2 separate regions of the Sus scrofa genome follow, and region 1 is linked to region 2. A link is a contact called in public promoter capture Hi-C data. All regions are on one chromosome and are shown on one strand. The core of a region is the stretch at or near the end of the contact, and the rest is flanking DNA. Distances in the headings are between cores, read along the strand shown.

Region 1 (4,851 bases), core at 359-2,858, 1.1 Mb after region 2:
TAGCAGTATCTTTACTGATGTCTAACCCATTTAGAACATCCATAACTCTTACACTTTATCTATACTGTCGGTCAGAATGCGTTTCTCCAAGGAATCACCAGAGACCAGATGAAAATAAACAAACCTGCAAACAAACTTCACAGTTCTCTTCACCGCCTTAAGTACACTGACAACAGCAGAGGAGACCCTAACAAATTGTTTTATCAGCCAGCCTGTAATGCAACTGTTACACAGTCTGGGAATTTTCACAGCCCCTTTCAACTCCACAGCAAGACCTTTCAATATTTCAGGTCAGTACACTAGCTACTAAGGAAGACTCTAGATAAAATTAACATGACACAGAAAAAAAAAAAAAATCCTTGCAGACTGTCAAGCCTCAGGAAACAAGTAAACAGATATAAATTTATGTTAATGTATTTAAGGGAGCCACAGTGAAAATCATCCATGGTTTCAGAGGCTTAGCCTGTGTACCTTGGTGAACTTTATTAGGATTCTAATCGTAAAAAGCTACCACATCTGTCATAAAAGACTACCATGCAATCTATTTTGATTTCACAAATTCAGGAGTTAAGTTGCATGGCAAGGCTGTCTTAGGAATTCAACACCAGGAGGGGATCTGTCCCAGTTAAGTAAAGAAAGCAGAAGATCTCATAATAGCTAAGTTGTCTAGAAACAAGGTTGACGGTAGGACGATTTTTCCAGTTCCCATTTTATTGGCACCCTAGCCCTGGTTTGTCAGGGCTGAGGCTGGGAAATTGCCTCTTCCCATTGCTCCCTCTCTTTCAACTTCACAGAAAGAGCTCTGAGCAGTAAACTGTTTCCATCAGCTCTGTCCTTTTGTCAAGGACCGGTTTGGTAGCTGCAGAATCCCAGCCCCTGGAACCCAAGAAGCTACTCCCTCAATATTTCCATTCTGCGGGTCTGGCGGTCCAGGCTTTCAAGCAATAATGGAGTGTCTTTCCGTTCTTCTCCTTTTCTTAGTAATTGCACTGGGGAAATCCTTCTCTCTGCAATGATTCCGCACACCTTCTATAATTCCCACTTAACTGACGGCCATCAGCTCTCCGCTACTCAGCCTAGGCTAACACCTCAGGGTTCCCTAGACAGGTTTCACTTCAGTTTCTCAGCCACAGGGCTGCCCGGGTGGCACAAGGCAACCGAATAACCGCCCCTTCTGCTCCCTCCCGGACTCAAGTCCGCTCCTCGACCATCACACAGCAGCTGCTTTCAGCTGGCAGCTGCGGGCCGGGACCACGCAGGCAGCGAAGGTGCCCAGACCCCGCTGCGCTGCAGACCCGGGAGGTGAGGTGCGGCCGGTGCGGGGGCGCGTCGCCCAGGTCCCCGGCAGCCTGCGAAGCGGATGCGCCCCCGACTCGCCTGCCCTTCACCACCCCCAGAAACCTCACTGGGTCCCCAGGAAGCAGGTCTCTCGGCCCCCGCCATCCTCGCCTACCTTCTGTCGGCCTCTCCGTCGCGTCCGCACAGCCGGCCGCCTGCCTCCAGTGCTCTGCAAAGCGGGGGAGGACGCTTTGTTAGGGCTCGGGGAGCGGGACAATACTTCGCAGCCGACGCCGGGGTTCCGGGCGGGCGTCCTTCAAAAGGACGCGAATGGGGACCCGCACGAGCGTCATTTCCATATGTAAGGAGCCAGCGCTCACAAAAGCGCGGCTCCCGGAGGCTGCGGCGCGCATCCTCCACGCCCGCCCGCTCGCCCCCCGCCCGCGCAGCCCGCGCTCCTTGACCTGCCCCTCCTCCGCCGCCCACGCCGCCCCCTCCCCGCCTCGTCCCGCGGGAGCGCCCCGGACCGAGTCGGCCGCCACCCCCTGCTCCCGGCCCGCGGGGACAGCCACCGCCGAGCCCTGGCCTCAGAGGGGAAACCCCAGCCTGTCACGGTGCCGGGGCCGCCCCGGAGCACAGGGCCTCGCCGAAGCGCGGGGGCAGCCCGAGGCCTCTGCACACCCCCAGGCCGCGGGGCGGGGGTCCCCGGGAGAGAGCTCTGCGCTTACCGCGTCCCGGGGCTCAGGCGGCCGGCGCCGCCGCGGGGACCATGACCGCGGGAGCACTCGAGCTCGGACGCGGCGGCGGTGGCAGCGGGATAGCCGCGCCCAGCGCGCTCGGCTACCCGCTCGGCTGCGGCCACCCGAAGCTTTGGACGCCGGGGAGGAAGGGCCAGGCCCCGCGCGGGGAGGAGGAGCTAGGGCGACGCCGGCCAGGGCGCGGCTCCTCCTCCGCGGCCCGCGCAGCTGGGGCCGCTGAGGGAGGAGCGCCGGGCGCCGCCCTGACACTTGCAGGGGTCCGTCTCCCACGCGCTCCACCACCTCTGCGACTCGGGTGGCCGGAGCACCGCGGAGCCCGGTCCCGTTTTGTCTGGGACGCTGGGGCTGTCGCCTGGGAGATTTGAATTTGAAAACGCCGCGGCTCGCGGGAGCCCAGGCGGAGGAGGTCAGCGCCCTGAGGTCGACCCCCCTGCCCAATAGCCTCTCCTTTCTTCCAAAGGGAGCGCACACACCCCTCTGCGCCTACAACACCTGGCTGGCGACGTCTCCGGGTCGGGGAATGGTCCCTACCTCCAGCCCGTGGAACCTCAGGGTGGAGATTCAGGTGCCTCTCTTGCCCCCAGGAGGCCTTGGATTACTCAGCCCTCGAGCGTCCATTGGCGGTCATTGGAAGAGGGGTCCAGGAGGTGGAAGAGCTCCGGACTTGACTCTGAACCTTATGGAGCAAATGCGACCCTCTTACCAGGTTTAGACTGGCTTCCTTACCTGCCACCTGTCCTTTTAGGCTCCCTCCCTCCCGCTATCCAGCCTTCCCCGGGTACATCCAACCCTCGGTCGGTCAATAGCCACAGAGGACAGAAACTCCTTGGCGTTGCTCAGCATTTACTGGCTCCTCCCTCCTATCCCTACTCCTCTGGCTCCCCGAGTCTCTGCTTCTCACTCCCCTCATCCCTACACCCCTGACCTGGATGCAGACAGGATCCCAGTCCAAGCCTAGAGGTGTCAGCGGTGGGCCGGAGGTGACACCACTGTTCTCTCTTTAGGCTGCGGGATTGAATGTGTTGCCCTTGAAGAAGGAGACACCTGATTTATTATAATACACAAGCCTGGTTAGCTCAGCAAGAAACTAGAGAATGCTCCCCTGCTACTGAAAGAACAAGGGATAGACAGGAAAGAAACTACCAGTTATTGAGAATCCAGTGTGCTGCAAACTCTACAGGATGAACTTACCTAGTCCTCACACCACCCTTAGGTGGCAGACGTTTTTATATCCATTTTGCAAATGAGGAAATTGGGCCTCAGAGAAGTGAAGGAATTTGCTCAGGACCACATAGCTAGTTGGCAGAGCTGAGATTCAAAAGCAGATCACACGTGACAAAATTGCATAGATCTAAATATATACTCACACAAATGAGGAGTGAATGTAAAACTGGTGACATTTGAATAAACCCCTAGGATTGTACTGATGTCAATGTCGTGGTTGTGATATTATACTACAATTATGCAAAATGTTATCATGGGGGGAAATAGGGCAAAAGGTCTATAAGGGGTCTTTCTGCATTATTTCTTACAAATTAATGTGAATCTACAGTTAACTTGAAGTTTTAGAGGAGTTCCCTGGTGGTCTAGTGGTCAGGATTTGATTTTAGTGCTTTCACTGCTACTGCCCAGGTTCAATCCCTGAACCTGGGAACTGAAATTCCACATCAAGCCACTGCATGCCACCAAAAAAAAAAAAAAAAAAGTAAGAGGAAAAGAAAATAAAAATGAAAAACAAAGTTCTGTGAGTTCCCCCTGTGGTGAAGTGGAAATGAATCCGACTAGGAACTATGAGATTGTGGGATTGATCTGGCCTCGATCAGTGGGTTAAGGATTTGGCACTGCCGTGAGCTGTGGTGTAGGTCACAGATGCGGCTTGGATCCCACACTCATGCACTTTATGTGTGGATGTTCAGTCCAGTAATAATTACACAACACACATGCATGCCATTTGTTATGGGAATAGCTAACCTGTTATCAGATTCCTTATGTAGACATCATCTTATAAGAGAGTATATTCACTGAGGGCTTAAACAGCCAACAGTCTTAGAAGGTAAGAAAGAAGAGATGTTTTTTCTTATTAGAGACCCAATCTTGCCATGGGAGCTCATCCTACAAGTTCTCCAAGTTGTTTTTTGTTTTTTGTTTTTTGGTTTTGTTTTTTTTTTTTTTGCCACATCCACAGCATACTGAGGATCCTGAGCCAGGGATTGAATCCAGGCTGCAGCTGTGATCTATGCCATAGCTGTGGCAACACTGGATCCTGCTGCACTGGGCCCAGGATCAAACACGTGCCTCCTCACTGACTGGAGCCACTGTAGTCAAATACTTAACCCACTACAGAAAGAACTCCAAGCATACCTTTCTAAACTGCAAGAATCCTTAAGGATGGAAATGCTCATTAGTTTAAAGCAGTAATTTTGGGGGGCCAGGAGATGTTCCCTATGGAGAAAGAACAGAATTGGTGAGGGTTCTGTAATTTCAAAATCAGAAGATACTCTTTCATGATGGGAGTGAATGGAGCAGAGTTAATGGTGAGACTAAGAACTGGAAATTCCATATAACTTCCAGCTACACAAAGGAGAGGAACATGTGGAGAATGGCTACTTCATGGTGTAGCTTTGCAAGAACAATCCTGCCAAGGCAGATAACTTGACACACTATGTCTGCAATTAGGTTGCACAGAGTGAAAGGTTAATCTAAGTCCAGACTGAGTCACTGGAAGAAAGTATTTTCCTTAGAAGCTATCACTTGAGGAGTTTCCTTCGTGGCTCAGCAGAAATGAATTTGACTAGTATCCATGAGGACACAGGTT
Region 2 (4,662 bases), core at 1,115-3,614:
AACTTGTCCTCTTCTCATAGCTCATTTCCCTTTCTCAGTTTTTCATTTAATACTCAACTTATTTTTCTTTCTTGCCTTCCATAGGTGATTACTAGGCTCACTTGAGTTTAACCTTCCATTCTGTTTTCAGTTAACTTCTTACCTCAACACTCCCAACAGTCAGGGTATAACATTTGAGTACCTCCCAGGGTATGTTCTGAAAAGTTCAAAGGATGGAATTCATGTTGTTATGGACTCCATTTTTTTCACTTGCTTCAGAACTTTTTGTAATTACAAGTCAATTTTCAACTCCTGCTTTACATTGAAGACCAAGGTCTATGGGAGTTCCTGTGGTGGCTCAGTGGTAATGAACCCTACTAGTATCCAGGAGGACGCAGGTTTGATCCCTGGCCTCCATCTGTGGGTTAAGGATCCAGAATTGCTCAGAGCTGTGGTGTAGGTTACAGACATAGCCACTCTGTTTCTGATCATAGCGCCTTTTCCCCTGGGAATACAGGATCCCGAGTGACTGTGATGTAGGCTAGCAGCCACAGCTCCCGTTGGACCCCTCACCTGGGAACCTCCATATGCTTTGGGGTGGGGTGAGGGCTAAAAAGACAAAAAAAAAAAAAAAAAAAAAAAGACCAAGGTCTAAGAAAAGGTTGTCTAGAAAAACCTATGGAAACATTGTACGTCTCTGCTGTCCAATGGGGTGGTCACTAACCACATGTAGCTAGTATAACTGAGAAACTGCATTTTTAATGTAAATAGCTATATGTGGCTAGTATGCCCTACTGGACCATACCCTTGCAAAAAGTCAGCTCTTTTTACCCCTTCAGCTTGGATCCTCTACTCCACCCAGTCTGCTATACACAGGCCTACCTTATCTTTTCCATGTACTTTTTTCAAAATCTGATTGAGACTTTCCCCAGCAGCTCAATCATAATCATTTACTCACCCAACAGATATGAAATTGATGTGAAAAGTATCAGTTTTTTCCCTGCCTTATGATTTATCTCCATAACCTAGTTATAAAATTTGAGGTGGGACTCCTATCTTTATATATAAATCAACATTCCAAGTCTTATGGAACTAAATTTAAATGAGAATTTGAAATGAACCTTAATTCTGTAACTTCCTTAATTTAGAACCAAAATAAGCACAAGATCCTATTTATATTTTAAAAATACAAAAGATTTCAGTAAGGTATCACTGTATTTATTCTCATACAGGCATTTTTTTTCCCCCTATGGCTTCAACACCTTCCTCTCAAATATAGAATAAAAAAAATTCTCAAGGCTTAGAACTGGATCACTTGGCCCTTTCTCTTCTTATCTCCTCCAAGTTCAAAATGCTTGCATCTCTTAATTGCCAGCATCCTCTTGGATCTGCAGTTGGGCTCAACACATTCAAGCCTCAGCACAATCTTCTTTGTGGTTTTAGCCTTCTTCCGGAAAATTGGCTTTGTTTGCCCGCCATAGCCACTCTGTTTCCGATCATAGCGCCTCTTTCCCTGGGCATAGAGGGAATCCTTGCCCTTCTTATACTGGGTCACTTTGTGAGGCTGATGTTTTCCACACTTCTTACAGAAAGTCCTTCGGGTTTTAGGTACGTTGACCATCTTTGCAACAGGGGTGTTTTCACGATGAATACTGTGGTAAAATATTTAAAATACAGCAACAGACGTTAAACATTTTGAAATTTTAAGTTTTGTAAATATGGAAATAGTAACATTACAGAAATCATTAACGTATAAATGCACCAAATACGCATTTTCCACACGAATAAATATATATATGTGCACAACTCTTTAGAAGGCTAATCATCGGAGCAGTGATAAAATGAGGCTCACTAAAATAAGGGCCAGAGCAGCAGCATAAGGATGCCCTATACAGTCAGGTCCCCCTACTGACTCTAAGTTCCAAAGTGGGTTCCTTTGGTCCTTAATTTACCGTGGTTACCCAACAACTAAAGCGTGGTCGTGTGATAATCTACTCTCCTTCGGAAGAGTGGGAGAGTGAGCGCGAGAGCCAGTCTGGCTCCGGGTGCGGTGTAGCTGGTGCCAAGGCCGAGCCCGGCCCTTCTCTGAGGACCGCAGCAACGTGGTTTGACTTCTCCCTCCGAAACACGGTCTCCCTTCAGCGGCCCCGAAGGCTGACGTGTCCTTAACAAGTGCCTCCCGGCCCGGCAGCCGCCATGCGGGAGCCCCTTCCCGGAAGGGAGAAGCCCGTTCTTGAAATCCCCCAAGGCGGCGGGCCTCGCCCTCCCTCTCCTACCAGGGTTCGCCCGGCCACCCCGGGATCCTGAGCTTCGGGGGCTCCAGTCGAGACCGCTACCACTCCGCGTGTAGCTTACCAGTAAAACCGATGTCCACGTTCCGGGTCTCGCTCTGCTCTAGCCTCACCGGAAAAGGAGGATCGGGACGGAAGCAGGAACTGAGCCTGAGCGACAGCGCCGCGGCCCAATAAGAGGCGGGCAGCGACGCCCGGTCGTCTCCCGACGCGTCGGGGAAGCGCCAACCGACGGCCCGAGGGGCGGGCCGGAGGGGTGTGGGCCCGGGGGCCGCGGAGCTCCGCGAGCCAGTTGCTGGTTGTCAGGACAGTCTCCGCGGGAGTGGGACGAGGTTGCGTCCCTCGGTCCGGGACGTCCGGTGCCTGCGTAAGGATGAAAGCCCAGAGGACGCAGGGCCGCTGGAAGCGCAGGTAACGGAGCCGGGGTGCGGTGGGGCCGCGGCGGGCTTCTCGGACCCGTGCCGGATGGAGAGGACCGAGGCGACGCTGAGTCGCGGCTCCTAGCGGCGGGACAGCCTGAGCTGCAGCTGCCAGGCGAGGATGTGTGGAGCCCGGGCGGCACAGGGGAGCTGAGCGCCTTCGGGCCCCAGGACCCCCGGGGCCAGGGATGAGTTAGCGAGGGCAGCCGCGGAGGCCCATTCCGATCGCTGCAGGCCACGGCCGCCGCCCGCCCGCCCTTTCCGTGCGGGATCCGCTAGCTCCTTTACGCGCCTGCCCGCGCTCCCGGCCCCGGAGACCATGAGGTTCCGCATCTACAAGCGGAAGGTGCTGATCTTGACGTTCGTGGTGGCCGCCTGCGGCTTCGTCCTCTGGAGCAGCAATGGGCGACAAAGGAAGAATGAGGCCCTCGCCCCGCCGCTGCTGGACGCCGAGCCCGTGCGGGGTGCGGGCGCCCGGGCCGGGGACCATCCTGCCATATCCGTGGGCATCCGCCGGGGCTCCAACGATTCGGCGGCTCCGCTGGTCGCGGCAGCCCCGCAGCCCGAGGTGGACAACCTGACGCTGCGGTACCGGTCCCTAGTGTACCAACTGAACTTTGACCAGACGTTGAGGAATGTGGATAAGGTCAGCTCCTGGGTCCCCCGCGAGCTTGTGCTGGTGGTCCAGGTGCACAACCGGGCCGAATACCTCAAACTGCTCCTGGACTCACTTCGGAAAGCCCAGGGAATCGACAACGTCCTCGTCATCTTTAGCCATGACTTCTGGTCGACTGAGATTAATCAGCTGATCGCTGGGGTGGATTTCTGTCCGGTTCTGCAGGTGTTCTTTCCTTTCAGCATTCAGTTGTACCCTAACGAGTTTCCGGGTACTGACCCCAGAGATTGCCCTAGAGACCTGGAGAAGAATGCAGCTTTGAAAATGGGATGCATTAATGCTGAATATCCCGACTCCTTCGGCCATTACAGAGAGGCCAAGTTCTCCCAAACCAAACACCACTGGTGGTGGAAGCTGCATTTCGTGTGGGAGAGGGTCAAAGTCCTTCGAGACTATGCTGGCCTCATACTTTTCCTAGAGGAGGATCACTACGTAGCCCCAGACTTTTACCATGTCTTCAAAAAGATGTGGAATTTAAAGCAGCAAGAGTGTCCTGAGTGTGACGTTCTCTCCCTGGGGACCTATACTACCGTTCGCAGTTTCCGTGACGTTGCTGACAAGGTAGATGTGAAAACGTGGAAATCCACGGAGCACAATATGGGTCTGGCCTTGACCCGGGATGCCTATCAGAAGCTGATCGAGTGCACAGACACTTTCTGTACTTATGATGATTATAACTGGGACTGGACACTTCAATATTTGACTGTATCTTGTCTTCCAAAATTTTGGAAAGTGCTGGTTCCTCAAGTTCCTAGGATTTTTCATGCTGGAGACTGTGGTATGCATCACAAAAAAACCTGTAGACCATCCACACAGAGTGCCCAAATTGAGTCACTCTTAAATAGTAACAAACAGTACATGTTTCCAGAAACTTTAACTATCAGTGAAAAATTGACAGCAGCCCTTTCCCCACCTAGGAAAAATGGAGGGTGGGGAGACATTAGGGACCATGAACTCTGTAAGAGTTATAGAAGACTGCAGTAAAAAAAAAAAAAAAAAAAAAAAAAAAAAAAAAAAAAAAAAACGCAATCGCAAAAGGTGACAGTCTTCTATTTTTGATATTTGTCCAAACAGGATATACAATTGAATAAAAGAGTTTAGGAACTGGTTTCTGCTTTAATACAACAACAAAATTCTTATAAAAGTTGTCCAAATATAGTAATCTTTTCCTCTTGTCTGATTAAGATTTAAAACACAAGTTTTCACTTTGTGAGTTGGGTTTTAAAGTTTCTTGTGTGTCTGCTGAAGGAAATCATTGTTAACCAGTAAAAGGGGAAATTTTATTTAAATTGCATCT

The links. Promoter capture Hi-C pulls out the DNA fragments that hold promoters and counts their contacts.
Region 1: a promoter capture Hi-C map of fetal liver shows a contact between it and region 2, with 4 times the contacts expected there. The contact joins the promoter of LOC110259558 here to the promoter of RPL36AL in region 2. A contact is called at or near these places in 1 of 5 promoter capture datasets (fetal liver) and 1 of 2 datasets of contacts at active chromatin or transcription factors (alveolar macrophages).

What each region holds. Positions count from the first base shown.
Region 1 is chr1:180,590,735-180,595,585 of Sscrofa11.1, forward strand. LOC110259558 reads left to right here and starts at 1,609. Exons shown (of 3, transcript XM_021085051.1): 1 at 1,609-1,892; 2 at 1,966-2,442; 3 at 2,621-2,711. The coding sequence starts at 1,609. The coding sequence ends at 2,401. It overlaps NIN (ninein), which reads right to left. Exons shown (of 34, transcript XR_002346861.1): 3 at 1,454-1,507.
Region 2 is chr1:179,475,456-179,480,117 of Sscrofa11.1, forward strand. It overlaps RPL36AL (ribosomal protein L36a like), which reads right to left and starts at 2,365. Exons shown (of 2, transcript NM_213917.1): 1 at 2,335-2,365; 2 at 1,183-1,631. The coding sequence starts at 1,600. The coding sequence ends at 1,280. It overlaps MGAT2 (mannosyl (alpha-1,6-)-glycoprotein beta-1,2-N-acetylglucosaminyltransferase), which reads left to right and starts at 3,009. Exons shown (of 1, transcript NM_001128482.1): 1 at 3,009-4,349. The coding sequence starts at 3,009. The coding sequence ends at 4,349.